Regions from separate parts of the Cricetulus griseus genome. Here region 2 is linked to region 1. Evidence: chromatin contacts called from public Hi-C data. All regions are on one chromosome and are shown on one strand. The core of a region is the stretch at or near the end of the contact, and the rest is flanking DNA. Distances in the headings are between cores, read along the strand shown.

Region 1 (7,377 bases), core at 2,390-4,889:
ACACAATGACAACAATTAAAGAAAAAGAGACCATGAATTGGAAAGAAAGCAAGGGAAGAGGGTACATGGAAGGATTTGGAGTAAGGAAAGAGAAGGTAGGGAATTATGTAATTATATTATAATCTTTAAAAATTCTTTTTAAAATGACCAAAGAGAAGGGAGGGAGGGAGAGGAGAATGAGGGAGACAGACCAGGGAGACTGTATGAAGCAGGTGTTTTGGTACCTACCCTCTTCCTGTAAGTGAATGGGTAATCTCTAGCATCCACGAGACTCGTAGTACCTAGAAGAGGACACAGCACACCTTCTCCACCGGTGGTCAGACCTGGCCATACAATGCAGTGTGGCAGAGAAAGTATGGGTAGAAGTGACTAGGCTAGTTCTGGGCTACAAATGCCATTTCATGTTTCTCTTGGCTGTCTTGCCATTTCTGTCTAGGAGCACAGTTGTCCCTGGCACTTCCCTTTCAATTTGGGTCCTAGATGAGTGGTCACAGGCAGCAGAGCCACAGCCACAAACATAATGCAAATGAGAAACAAGCCATCTTTGGTCCAAGCCTCTTCAATTGCTTGTTACTGCATATTAACCCAGTGGGAGCTGACTGATATACCACTGTCACTCCCAAATAATATCATGACTTCCCCATATGCCTGTCCTTTCAGATTCAGGTTGAAGTTTAAAGATCACAAATAAATTCTGAATCCCTAATTCTGCTATTTGTTAGATCATGAAATCACCAGATATAGAGAAATCTGAACCCAGTTCCAACAGGGCTCAAACAGCTGCTAAATCTCAGGAAACAGTTCAAATTCTGAGATGGTAAGTCACAAGGGCACTGCTATTTCCTCTTCTATGGGATTGGTTACTTCCTTGGAATAGAAATAGCACAGAATCCAAATCCCACACTGGGCTCGTCTGTTCCTTGCCTTCTGTAGGATGGTGGTTAGTTTCGTGACAGTTTGGTTAGACTAGGGAAGTAATGGTACAGTATTATAGCGTTGAATAACACAGTGATTTAATCACTCGTGTAAATGTTGCTTCGGAGATGTGGTTAACAGCTGTAATCACTCTCAAGGTTTTAACACCTAAAACTCAAGTCTCCTGGGGAGGTCAGAATTCTCCCTTAAGACTGTAGTGCCAACTCCTGTCTGAGGTTCTGGCCCACTGACTTGTCTTACACATTACAACCATGTTAGTCATTCCCTAGTGAATGTTCCCCTACCTCTGCCACCCTGCACCTCCTCCAACTCTGCAGAAAGAATGCAAGAGTTTGCATTCCCAGGTCTGAACTGTCTTCATACATAAAGAACATGCATGCCAGGGTGGGAGCCTTGAACAGGTGGAAGCGTTCCACCAGCTGGGACTAAGGAGCCATATACTGAGTGATCTGACGGCCCCTCCTTTCCCCACCTCTGTACTGTCTTCAATATGCATCCCTGGCTGTGTTTCCTCTTCAAGACCAGTGTGGCTATAACTTCCAAATCTGTACACCATCCCAGAAAGTTACTTATTGTTTTGAGATAAATAACTCATGTGTCCTAGGTTGGCTCCCAAACTCACCATGTAGCCAGAGATGGCCTTGAAACCACCTGCATCTGCCTCTTAAATGCTGCAGTTAGAGGCCTGTGCCATCATGCCCACCCAGTTTTGTTTTTTTTTTTGTTGTTGTTGTTTTTGTTTTTTTTCGAGACAGGGTTTCTCTGTGGCTTTAGAGGCTGTCCTGGAACTAGCTCTTGTAGACCAGGATGGTCTCTAACTCACAGAGATCTGCCTGCCTCTGCCCACCCAGTTTTATGAAAGGCTAGAGATAAGACCCAGGACCTCATGCCTGGCAGGCAAACACTCCACTGAGCTATATCCTCAGCCTACTTACTGTTGGTTTTTCCCTCCCTAGACCTACCTGTCTCTTACCTTCTATTCTTTTCTCCCCTCCTTCCCTCCTCCCACTCCCCCTCCCTCCCTCCTTCCCTTTTCACTCACTTCTACTGAGTGAGGATCACAAAGACCAAGGGGAGTGCTATGGGGGAGGACGGAAAAGAGTGGGACAGAAAGCCGAAGAACCTCTGCTGTGGAACAGGGGCAGGTTCAGGGGTCTCTTGGGGCGGGGTGGGGTGGGGTAGGGGTACAGACTGCTGGTGGTACAGTCAGTTGCTGACACAGGACTAGAGGTAGGTGGTGAAGGGAGGCAGAAGTGATTTTGGTTGAATGTTGAATGTATCTTGTGGATCTGCAAGACACCATGTGTTCAGCCTGAAGAGACAGAAACAAAAATTTGAAGACTATGAAATCTAAAGGAAAGTCATGAAGTCATGCTTTGGAACAATGGTAGGGGAGAAGCTGGAATTTTAGCCTGGTCTCCCAAGAGGAAGAGTTGAATGAGGAGAGTGGTTTCAGGCAGGAGGCTGAGAAAGTTCCAATACTCAAAGGAGTAGCCAGGGAACAGGCACCAAAAAGAAGAAAATAGCTATTGGGGTATCTCAGTGGTAATGAAGGGACCAGCTCCCCATTTCAGCATCCATAACAGCCTAACATGTGCTTGCCTGATCATGCCTTGGTCACTAGGAGGTCAGATGCCTGCCTCATGGTAAGGAGCCAATCAGAAATTAGCTGGTGGTGCTATGCTTTACAGCTCTGGGTGTGCTTTATGGACAAGCGCATAGCAATGACGTGCAGAGCATAGCAATCGCCCTGGGAGGGCCTATGTGTCATAACAACCAGTTGGTCAATCAACACAGGACAAGTCCTCCAAGCCTGGAGGCACACCAATCCTGAGCCTGTGCGTACCCCTAGACACTCCCCTTATGCTACCCTATAAGATCTCTGTCCCGTGGTTTCTTGCCGTCTTTCCTAGCCATCCCCATGGTGGATGGATGAAAGGCCCGAGCTAACATGAGGTTAGCTTGTTAAACAACTGCAATAAAACCTCTTGCTGTTTGCATCAAGCTTTTGTCTCCACCTGGTGATTGGAGTCACTGCTGTCCTGGGCCAAGATCCTGGGGGCCTGAGCCTCCAGTGGTCTCTCAGTAAGGGACTTGATGAATGGGGTAGCTCAATGCTAAGGGACTTGATGAGCATATACAATGGCTCAGACTTTGTGCTACAAACAAACATACACAAAGACAAGAACAGCAGTCCATCTGGAAGCTGCAGAGAAAAGAGCAAGAAGAGACATTAGGAAGTAATAGAAGAACATATCCCCTGGGGGCTGGAGAGACGGCCGGGGCATCAGAAATTACTTTTTTAAAAAGCTTTTTATTGATGCTTTGAGGATCTCATATTATGCATCTTGATATCACTCATCTCTTTTGCATCTGCCCTCTGCCCTTGCAACCTCTCCCACCAAGATAAAACACAATAAAATTTAAAAGAAAAGTCTTGTTGACGGGCGGTGGTGGCGCACGCCTTTAATCCCAGCACTCCAGAAGCAGAGGCAGGCGGATCTCTGTGAGTTCAAGGTCACCCTGGTCTACAGAGCAAGTTCCAGGACAGCCTCCAAAGCTACAGAGAAACCCTGTCTCGAAATGCCCCCCCCCAAAAAAAAGAAAAGTCTTGTCTTGGAAGCTGTGGTGTGACACAATGAGTCACTCAGTGTGCCCTCTGGTCCATACATCTTTGCTTGCAAGTGTTCATTGCAATGAGTCATTGGTTTGGTTTGAGGCCTCTGGTTTCTGTTACACTATAAACACTGGGCCCTTACTGGGACTCCTCTAGGACATCTGTTGTTGTCCTGTGTCAGATTTAGCAACTTTGGATCTGCAGAACAGGTCCCTTCACATGCTCCAGCACATCACAGATGGGTTGGATGTTGGGATGGGCCAACTCATAGCCCTGGTCTGAGCCTCGGTGGCTGCTGAGTGGGTCAGCTCTCCCTTATTGGTAACACTAGGGTCAGCTCCTCAGTACCTCCCGGGCTAGCTCACCCTATGCAGTGAGCAGCAAAGGGCAAGGCTGGTTCTCCTGCTCTCACACCCTCAGGGCCAGCTCACCTACACCTATACCACCAGGGCCAGCTCTGCTGTGTTGCCCAGGTAAAGTGCAGGGACCAATCTACCCAGTGTTGCTGCTGGTGAGAGTCAGGGCTGGCTCTCCCACCTGCCACAGGCAGTGAGGGGTGGGGTTGGGGGGATCTCCCCCTCACTCACACCAGTATGCCAGATGAGCTGCAGGGTCAGATCTTTCGCACTCACATTCTCAGGGCTGGCTCGCCCACACCCCTATTGCCTGGTCAGCTCTACCGCACTGCCCAGGCAAGGTGTGGAGCCTGCCCACAGTTGGGCCACCTCTCCCTCACTCTCACTACCATGTGGCAGATGAGGGGAATGGGGCTAGATCTCCCATTCTCATGACCTCAGGGTAGGATCACCCGTGTCCCTGCTAGTCGGATCAGCACTACTGTGATGCCCAGGCAAGGTGCAGAGCCTGCTCTCCCTAGTGCTACAGTGGGGAAGGGCAGGGCCACCTCTTCCACTCTCATGACTCAGTGGCCAGCTCTCCTAGCTGCCAAAGGCATCCAGGAGTAAGGGGTGGGGAAGGGGGCATCTCTTCCTCAGCCGCACTGTAGCATGACACTAGTGGGGCCAGCTCTCCTACCCTCACACCCTCAGGCCTCTCACCGGGAAACCCGCCAGCAGGATCAGCATTACGGTGTTGCTCAGGAGAGGTGCAGGGCCTGCTTTGCTGCAACCCATGAGGTACCAGGCCAGTTCACAGGTTCTCATGATCTTAGGGCCAGCTCTCCCACCTGCACAAGTGGTAAGTGGTAGGGGGAAGCAGTGGAGGGCATCTCCCCCTTGCCCTTGCTGCCATATGGCAGATGAGGGGCAGGGCCAGATCTCTCATGCTCACATTCTCAGGCTAGCTCACCTGTGCCCGTGTCAACAGGGTCAGCTCCACTGCAAGGCCTGCTCTTCCTAGTGCTGCCCCTGGTAAGGGACTGGGTCAGTTCTCTCACCTGCAGCAGATGGCTAGGGGTGAGGCAGGGGAGAGCATCTTTCCCTCACTCTTTCCACCACATGGCAGACAAGGGAGGCAGGACCAGTTTTCTCACCTGCTGACAGGGTAAGCTCTGTCGTGCTGCCCAGGCGAAGTGCAGGACCCTCTCTCCATAGTGTTTCAGCCAGGAAGGTGCAGGGCCAACTCTGTGCAGCCCTAGCCTCTCAGTTTTCAGTGGTAACAGGAGTCATGGACATCAACACAGTTGCAGCAGGGCCACAGGTGCAGACATGGCCCTTGGCAGCAGCCCAGGGCCAGACATCACTATGGCCCTGTGTGGCAAGCAGACCACCTACCTCAGTCTACTCCTCACCACCTCCACCTCTTCAGATCTGCCTCCCTCCACAGAAGATGAACATGCTTGCCTGCCTGCCTGCCTGCCTGTCTGTCTGTCTCTCTTCAACACCCCACCCTGTATTTGCTCTGGATAGGACTGTGTTGTCTCCTCCTGCCTGGGTCAGAGAGCCCCAGGCTGGCATGTGGATCTTTGTCTCCCACTCAGTCCCAATCCAGAAATTACTTGTAACAAAGAAATGTAAAATGATTTAGGGGCCAGGAGGTGGATCAGTGAGCAAGTGTGTCTGCTGCAAAGCTTAACAACCTGAATACAAGCCCTGGAATTCACATAAACAAATACTTTTCTTAATATGCTATAAAAAAAACTAAGTATATGGAAAGATGCCCTCTGTTCATAGATTGGAAGACTTCTCTGGGGAGTTTGTTTCTGCTGTGGTGATGGTGGTGGTGGTGGTGGTAGTGGTAATGGGTAGTTGCTGCTTTGTTTTGTTTTGTTTTGCTTTTTGTTTTGTTTTGGAACTTGGTCATTTATGACCAGGAGAGCCTGGAACTCCTTACATAGTTGAGGATGGATGATCTTGAATTTCTAATCCTCCTGTTTCCATCTCTTGAGCATTGGAATTACAGGAGGATGCCACCATGATCAGTTTTATGTCAGCACACTGAGTAAGTACTTCTCTACCAACAGAGCTCTACCCCAGCCCAAAGGCTTGCATTCTGAAGATGCCAATGCTACTCAAACGAATGTTCAAGTTCAATACAACATTCCTTAGTTTATTTTGTGTTGCTATGACAAAATACCTGTGTCTGGGCACTTTATAAGTCAAGATTATTTTTCTTATAACTCTGGTGTTGAAAGGTCTAAAGACCTGGTAAGTGAACCCTGGTTGCATCACAAGATAGGAAAGAAGCAGACTGGAAGAGACCAAACCTGCAGAGTGGCCTCACTTATGACAGCCTGAGCTTGAGGGGACTAAAGCCCAGTCCACTTCACAAGACCAGTGTGAATTCAACCATTAAAGTGAAGTCGCCTGGGGCTCTTAGAAATCCCCACTGAACACCACATTGAAAAGCTTCCAGCACATGAGCACTTTGTGGGCACAGTCAAACCTTACACCTAGCAGGACTCCAATCTCCTGCTTTATAAAACGTGACAAACAGACCTGAAAATTCGAATTCCCTTGCAAAGAAACTAAAATAGCTGAAATAATTTTTGGTAAGAAAAATAAAGTTGGAGGATACACATTTTCCGATTTTTAAAACACATTACAAATCTATGGGGTGGCCAGATGGCTCAGCAGGTACAGGCATTTGTCTTCAAATTTGATGACTTGAGTTTCACTGGGACACACCTGGTAGAAGCAGCAAGCCAACTCTCATAAATTGTCTTCTGATCTTACATATGCACCGAGAGATGCATGCATCCGCATCACACTATATTTCTTAAATAGTGGTGTTATAAAAAAAAAAACTAAAAAGACAAGCCACAGAATAGGAAAAAATATTTTAACACTGTATGTCTGAAAAAGAATCTAATATATAGATTGTATAAAGAAAAAGAACTCACCATTCGCTGGGAAGTGGTGGCTTATGCCTTTAATGGAGGCAGAGGTAAGGTGGATCTCTGTGAGTTCCAGGCCAGCCTGGTCTACAGAGAGAGTTCCAGGACGGCCAGGGTCACACAGAGAAACCCTGTCTTGAAAAACAAAACAAAACAAAACAAAACAAAACAAAACAAAAGCTCTGGGTAAAAAATGGACAACATGGGCCTGGAGAGATGGCTCAATGGGTGAGAGCACTAGCTGGTTTTACAGAGAACCAAGTTTCAATTCCCAGCACCTGCATGTGTCTCACAACTGTCTGCAATTCCAGTTCTAGGGGATACAATACCCTGTGAGTACCAAGTACACATACAGATGTGCAGGCAAAACACATACACAAAATAAAGTAATGTTTTTCCATTTTAAAATGGACACTAGTTTTGAAAAGGTGATGCTCACAAAACAATTTTTTGTTGTTGTTTTTGTTTTTTTTTATTGTTTGTTTTTGAGGCCAGGGTTTCTTTGTATAACTCTGACTGTCCTGGAATT
Region 2 (7,377 bases), core at 3,142-5,641, 67 kb before region 1:
CAACCCCCACTACACACACAGACACCACACACACACACACACTCCACCCATCCCTCCCTCCCCATGCCTGAACACAGCCCTTCCCATGTGACAGAGATGGTAAGAAAGGCCCTGGTATGCTTGGGGCAGAGTTGGGGGCAGCATGGAGAACTACTGCCAGCGATGTTAACTGGCACTCACCCAGGCCACTCTGGGGCCCAGGGGACGGCCAAACAGGTCAGACAGGGTCATCTCCTCCCCCTATGTCTGGCCTCTAGCCTTCTTACAGCACATGAAAACCCAGCCTATCTAGACCTCCCCCTCTTCCCTGACCCCTGTGAGAAGACTACAGGGCCCAAACCTGATTCACTGAGCTTCTGGGATCCAAGATAAAGAGCATGTCTGTTTCTTTTCACTGGCAAGTAAGTCCCGAGATTTAACTCTGACACTGTATATGTCTCTGACTCAGGGACTTGGGAAGTGGCATTCCCATGGCCTCAGGGTCACCACACTCTAATTCCCCTACAGTGACACCAACCCTGACCTGAAGTCCCAGGAGATAAAGCCAGACCGTAAGCTTGGTATGGGACAACAAGATCCTCACTGCCATTCTGCCCATTCCTCAGCCTCCACACAGGAAGCCTCACCACAAGTGCCTATGCCCAGCTACAGACCCCTGGTACTCACTGATCTCACAGTGGGTGCCCGAGTAGCCCAGAGAGCACTGGCAGATGTACTGAGTGAAGATATCTCCTCGCTGTGTGTTCTCAGTCACTTGGCATTTACCATCATTGTAGCAAGGGTTTGGGGAGCAGGGTCCTGGAATCGAGGAGGTAGATGAGATGGACAGGTGGTCAGAAAAGGGCTGGGGACAGCCCAAAGAGCAGCATGTGACCAGCCTCATCTGATTTATCCAAATCAGTCCCTTTTCTTCCCTACCCCAATCATCCTGGACCTAAGATAGTTGCCAAGAAGATGAATTTGCTCAAATACTGGCAGCCCCGGTGTTTCCAAGTAGCTGGGAGTTTCTACTGGAACAAGGGCTACCCACTTGGGAAGAGGCAGGGGAGGCAGGCCACTGGGAGCAGGTACCTTTCTCAGTCTCACTGCACACAAGGCCTGTGAAGCCCTCGGGACAGAGGCAGTAGACATCATTGTCTTGGCTTATCAGGCAGGTCCCACCATTCTGGCACAAGCTGGAGTCACAGAAGTCACCTGCAACAACAACAGTCCAAACACGATCACTTGGTAAACACTTGGGAGTTCAGCTACCACATGTACACACTGGACTCCTGAGATAGCCTCAAGAAGCCGGGGACCAGCATGTGAAAAGCCCTGGGTTCAATCCCCAGCACTACCAAAAAAGGAAAACACGGGCTAGAGGAATAGCTCAGGCTAATTGCTGATTTTCTGGAGAACTGGGGTTTAGATCCAAGCACCCACAACACGTAGCTCACATCTGCCTCTAACTCCAGCTCCAGGGGATCCAACACCTGCAGCCTTCTCAGACACCTGTACTCACATGCACATACCTACACAGGGACAGCTGTACATTATTTTTAAAATAAATCTTAAAAACTAAATCGGGGAGCTAGAGAGATGGCTGAGAGATTAAAAGCACTTACTGCTCTGGCAGAAAACCCTGGTTCGGTTCCCAACACCTACAGGTGGCTTACGATCACCTATAACTTGTGTTTCAGGGGACTGATGTCATCTTCCGAGAGCTAAGGGCTCCTGCATGCAAGTGGTACACAATACACTCGGGCTCACACACAGACTAGGACAATAATGTAAACTTTTTTTTTTTTTTTTTTGGTTTTCAAGACAGGGTTTCTCTGTGTAGCTTTGGAGCCTATCCTGGCACTCACTCTGTAGACCAGGTTGGTCTCCAACTCACAGAGGTCCTTCTGCCTCTGCCTCCCGAGTGCTGGGATTAAAGGCGTGCGCCACCAATGCCTGGCCATGTAAACATTTTTTTAAAGACAGAATGAATGGGAAGGATGATGAGCTGTCAAATGAGAAACTAATATTCTAGAGAGAAGCAGATACACTGAGATCATGGCATGTCATTTCAGATGTGCCTAGACTTAGGCCGGGCTCATGGGTTAAGATAAGAGCGACAGGTTTGTTTAGACTGTACGCTGCCATCAGCAGACAGCTTTTTAAACTTCCTTAAGCCTCCCCAAAATTGGCTAACAAGTCTGTCTGTCTCTGACTCTCTCCTCTTCTCTGTCTGTCTGTCTCTGTCTGCCACCCCACACACAACCTCTAAAGACAGATCCAAGTTCAAAAGGAGGAAGGCTGAAAACACCACAAGAAGGCTGACAGGCCCCTGAATAGTAAGTAGGTAGTCTGGCCTCAGCAGACGAAGCCCACAGGTTGAATGGTGAGAAAGCACAGTAGAGCAAAGGGAACAGAAGCTAGGGGATCTGACAGACCCCATGGAGCATGGACTGACAAGTCGGGGGAAGGCTAGAAGGGACACCAGAGTTTTTGGAGAGCCGTAGGTGACAGATGTACACTGTCCACCAGGATGGAGAACACAGGAGGAGGGGTGGGGTGGGCTGGGGCTGAGCTCACCTGGCCTGTAATCTGAAGGACTATAAGCAGTTCTTCAAGCAGCAGGTAAACCCTCCCCATCTCCACATCCAGGAAGGGACTGGGAGCATCCTGCCTCAGAAGCTCACCTTACTTCCACCTGTCCTGGGTCCCCTGACACTGGCACCAACCACTGAACAGCCCCCAGGTCTGCTGTACTTAAGAGGGTCCTTAGCAGGACCTTAGCATCCTACTAGACTGGACCCCAAACCTGGCACTAGAATCATACCTACGAGATGTCTTCTCCCCACAGTCACCCATCCAAGGCCCAAGGGAGCTTGGGCTCCCCAGCTGGAGGCAGGCAACACCATTAACGAGCACCAGCCCACATAGCTCCACCTCAGCAAGGGCCTGGGGATCCAAAGGCGCTGCAGCAGAACTATTAGTCACCGGCTTTAAATAGCAGGTTAATCCCCTCTGACCTGGAAGGGCACAGTCACAGCTTCACGTGGAAGCTCCAAAATGGCCAAGGCCTAGGCACCCAGTCCCAACAAAGGCCTTTCTTCCAGCCTTCCTTACAGCTGCACGTGGGATCAAACCAGGGGTTCAGAGAAGAAAACAAAGTGGAAGGCGGCCAGTGCGGTAACTGTCCGGGCTGAGACTGGTCACCTGCATGTGAGACCAGGAGACCCTAGTGCCTCTACAAATCCTATGGGATATCAGGGTTCTGCTCTGGGAAGTGTACTCTAGGATATTTGGACAGGGCGCAGGTTGTGGGGAGGATGGGAAGGAGGGCTGGAAAGGGTCAGAGGAGATCCAAGCATCCTCCAGCTGAGAGGTAGGACCGGGAGTTCCCAGCTCGTGGAAGCTTGAGGCACTCAGTGCCTTCAGCTCCACCCCCGAGGTCAGATCCTGTACTAGACAACAGAGCTGGGTCCAGCTGTGGTCTCTCCTGCCTCGGCCAGTTCTGTTTGTATGAGAAAACGATGGAGGGGCTGCTTGAAGAGCCCCTGAGCTCACCCCACCCCCACGTGGGCACAACTTTCTTTAGATGAACTCCCCAGCAGCATCCTGCAAGAGGCCCAGATGTCTACCGGGGACCTCAGAGCGGGGGAGGAGGTCTAGGGAAGATTAAGCAGACAGCCAAGGCCAGTGGGAGTGGGAGGAAGCCCTTTTCTAAGTTCCTGACCAAGCCCTACCTACAACCCAGTCTCTCCGCACCGGTTCCTGGGTCCTTTCTCCTTTTATCTGATCAAACACGAACAAGTGGGGCGCGAAAGTTCATTGGATTCTCTAGCCAGGAGGGTTGGGGAAAGAGTTTCGGGGAACGTTGGTTGGATAAGTTTCCATACAAGAGTCCTAGGCTCTCCCAAATGGAAGGACTGGAGAGCAAACACAGTTCGGTGGCCTCATTCTACAGACGCGGTAAAAAGAGGCACAACGCAGCGGATTCCTTTGTTATGTGTAAGTCACATCCCTGGGGCAGGCAGGGCTGTCACCGGGTGTCCAGGGTCACCGCCCAGTGCGCAAGCCACTATCACTGTCCCAAGGTCCCAGCGCAAAGTACGCAGAGTCTGAGCACGTCCGCCTCTCCCACAGAGTCCCGCAGGCTTTGCTCAAGTTTGTCAACAGTAGGGGTGGAGGGAGGGCGCCGCTGAGAACTTCCGAGCGGCCAGCAGAAGAGGGGCGAGGCCCAAAGGGAGGCGCGGGGAACTCACCGGACACGGCGAAAAGGCCGGAGGCGCAAAGCAACACGCCGCATAGCACGGCCAGCGCACGGGAGAGCGGCATGCTGCGGGACGCGGGTAAGAACACAAGCACAGATGCTGAGACCCGCGGGTTCCTGCGTCCGCTCCTCTCGCACGGGAATAAATCAGGCTCTCGGCTCCGCCCACTCCCCCACGTGCTCCGCCCAGGCCAGCTCCAGGCGGGCTCTGGGCGGAGCTCCGAGACCACAGAGCGAAGAGGGAGGGCTGAAGTGGGGGTCTAGCGCCTCAGCCTCCCCTACGAGCCACGCCCTGCATCCGGCCGCCAGCTCTCAGCCAGAGGCCAAGCTAGGCTTCTTGAGTAGACTGGACAGGGGAAAAATCGCTCAGGAGGAATTTAAAAGATAGCTCAACGATGGAGTAGTGCGTCCCTATGCATCCTGGTGACCCTGGATTCGATCTCCAAACCAACAAAGATAAATTAATAAAATAAAATAATCTGGGGTGGTGGCTCATGCTTGTAGTCTCAATATTTTGGAAGTAGGATCAGACACCAGGTCCAGTTGGATGTCAGTGAGGGCTCCATAGTGAATTTCAGGTTAGTCTGGGACCTGTTTCCAAAATGTATTTGTTTGTTTGTTATCTAATTAATTAAATAAAAGCTGTTTAGACTTAAAATGCTAATGCTTACATTTAATCAGAGAACAGCATATTCAGACTACAATGAGTACTGTGTTTCCTTTATCAGATTGGCAAGTGTCAATTTGTTAACTGTGGAGGCTGTGGGGCAACAAGTTGAGACATGTGCTCTTAGACAGAGTAGAAGCCAGCTCAGCTTCTTTATTTGGTCATATCTTTGAAAATGGCAAAACAGCAACACCTTAAGACTAGGATCTATGCTCAGAGACACCCATCCCATTAGAAACACATGTGTGCAAAATGATACTATACTGTCATTGTAACATCTTTAGAAACCATGAAAAGACCAAAAGGAAAAAAGGAATTGGCAAACTCGTGTAAAAGTTCCAAACAGGAAATATTTTAGGATTTTGGCCGGGTATGGTGGTTCAAGCCTATAATACCAGCACTCTGGAAGCTGAGACAGGAGGACTGGAAAGTCCAAGGCTAGCTTGGACTACACAGTGAGCCCTCAGCTACCCTGAGCAACAGAGTACTGTTGAGACCCTGTTTCAAAAATAAAGATAAATATCTGGTGAGAAGATGGCTCAGTGAATAAAGCAAATATGACAACCTCAGTTCAGTCCCCCACAAACCCTTGGGGAAGCAGATAGAAGCGGAGAGCCCAACTCCATAAAGCTGTCCTCTGACTGTCACACCCATGTAATGGCACATGTGTGCCCACATACCTGCACACATTGATGATGACAATAATACAATAACATTTAAGAAAGTTTATACCTAAGTATTTTAGTAATAGTATTCCAGTCAGAGTAGTAAAGTAGAAAACAGAGCAGCCACACAGCTCTTATGCTAGCTGCACACAGATCTAGGCGGAGATGTATTACTGTTAGGACACCCTTCTTAAAACTGTTCTCAAAGAAGCCTGGTGTGTGGGTGCACATCTGTAACCCCAGCACTTGGGAGGTGGGGCAGGTTGATCGGAAGTTTAAGGCCATCCTTGGCTATATAACAAGTTTGAGGTTAGCCTAGGCTTCATGAGACCCTGTCTCAAAAAGGAGGGGAGGGTGAGTCCCAGAGGTGAAAGATAAGTCTCTATTTGATGAAGACACCATGTACTTCAGAGGCTTATGACCTGGAACCTGAATCCCTCCTCCCTGAGGACTATCAGAAGTATATCATGCAAGCTTGAAAAGAAGAGAAGCAACCAACAGCCCTACTTAGCTATGATGCCTATGAACCACAGCAATGACCAGCATGGCATGGTAACCCTACGGGTGCCGTAGTGGCATTCATACCTTAGTGAAAACCAACAGCTCTCTAACTGGACTTAAGACCCACTCAACAAGAGAGGAGCCATGCCTGGTACTGAAAACACAATCAACTACCCAGTGTTAGTCAGGTCATGGATCTTGGAGGAGAACCTACAGCTACCGCTTTACTAGACCAGCACAACCCCCAATTGTATTTTAAATATTTGTCCTTATACCCACAGATTACTGTAGTCTTCCTGTTGGAATCAGCATTATGCTGACGGCACCCCTGACAATGGGTGGGACACAAATACCAGCATTCAGGCAGATACTTAGGCAGCTTAAAGGGCCCTATTTTTCGTGGCCACGTCATGGCTACTTCACGAATTACGGGCTGTGTAAGGACTCAGTATGCATGTGCAAGCTTTTTTTAAGTGAGCACCTCTCTCCCTTCACCCCCTCTTCTTTCTCTCTCTCTATCTCTCTCTCTTTCTCTCTCTCTCTCTCCCCGCTTCTGCCCCCCTCCCCTTGGTCCCCTCACCCCTTCCTCCAATAAATTCCACATGGGTTTGTTGAGTCTCATGGTTCCTGTTTTCATCTATATGTGACTGGTTTCCTGTTCCACATACTTGTGCGTACCTTAAGCAAAAGAACAACACTTCCTCCCTTATCAATGAAACTTCTCTTTGCAACAGATGGAGATCATTACAGAAAACCATAACCAATTAAAATGCAGTTGTGGGGCTGGAGAGATGGCTCAGAGGTTAACAGCACCAGTTGTTCTTCCAGAGGTCCTGAGTTCAATTCCCAGCAACCACATGGTGGCTCACAACCATCCATAATGAGATCTGATGCCCTCTTCGGGTGTGCAGATATACATGGAAGCAGAATAATATTATATACATAATAAATAAATAAATAAATAAATAAATAAAATCTTTAAAAAAAAATGCAGTTGTGGAGCCCAGGCTTAATGGATACAACTATAAGACATTCTCACACCTAAAGTTCAAGGAACATTTTAGACAGCGGGGGATGGGACGCAACAGGGAATGACACACATGACAAGACACAGTACAGTCAGAGCCAGAGGAGTGGAGAGTTTGCTGTGGGATTGTGTCTCCTAGTAATGTCAGAAGCTACACCCATAAAATCTCACCAACATGACTATCTACCAATGAACTGAATAAAGACAACACTAATAGTGCCAAAGAGGACTGGGGAAAGCCCATGAGGCTTCAACCCTACACAAAGAACTACAG

The links. A called contact is a pair of places that touch in the nucleus more often than the background predicts.
Region 2: a contact with region 1 is called in a Hi-C map of fibroblasts, with 4 times the contacts expected there. The contact joins the promoter of Mfge8 here to the enhancer-like site in region 1. A contact is called at or near these places in 6 of 8 Hi-C or Micro-C datasets (the CHK-Q cell line, the CHL-YN cell line, the CHO-K1 cell line and 2 more).

What each region holds. Positions count from the first base shown.
Region 1 is chr3:118,387,728-118,395,104 of CriGri-PICRH-1.0, reverse strand. No RefSeq gene overlaps it. Among named protein-coding and RNA genes, the nearest start is that of Abhd2, 52 kb to the right of the region's middle. Within about 2 kb of position 3,639, at least 2 of the 6 cell types and tissues checked have open chromatin away from gene starts, as enhancers often do. A contact at or near this core is called in the CHO-K1 cell line and fibroblasts, where this site is marked.
Region 2 is chr3:118,455,739-118,463,115 of CriGri-PICRH-1.0, reverse strand. Mfge8 (lactadherin) reads right to left here and starts at 4,391. Exons shown (of 9, transcript XM_027408186.2): 1 at 4,236-4,391; 2 at 1,072-1,194; 3 at 667-798. The coding sequence starts at 4,308.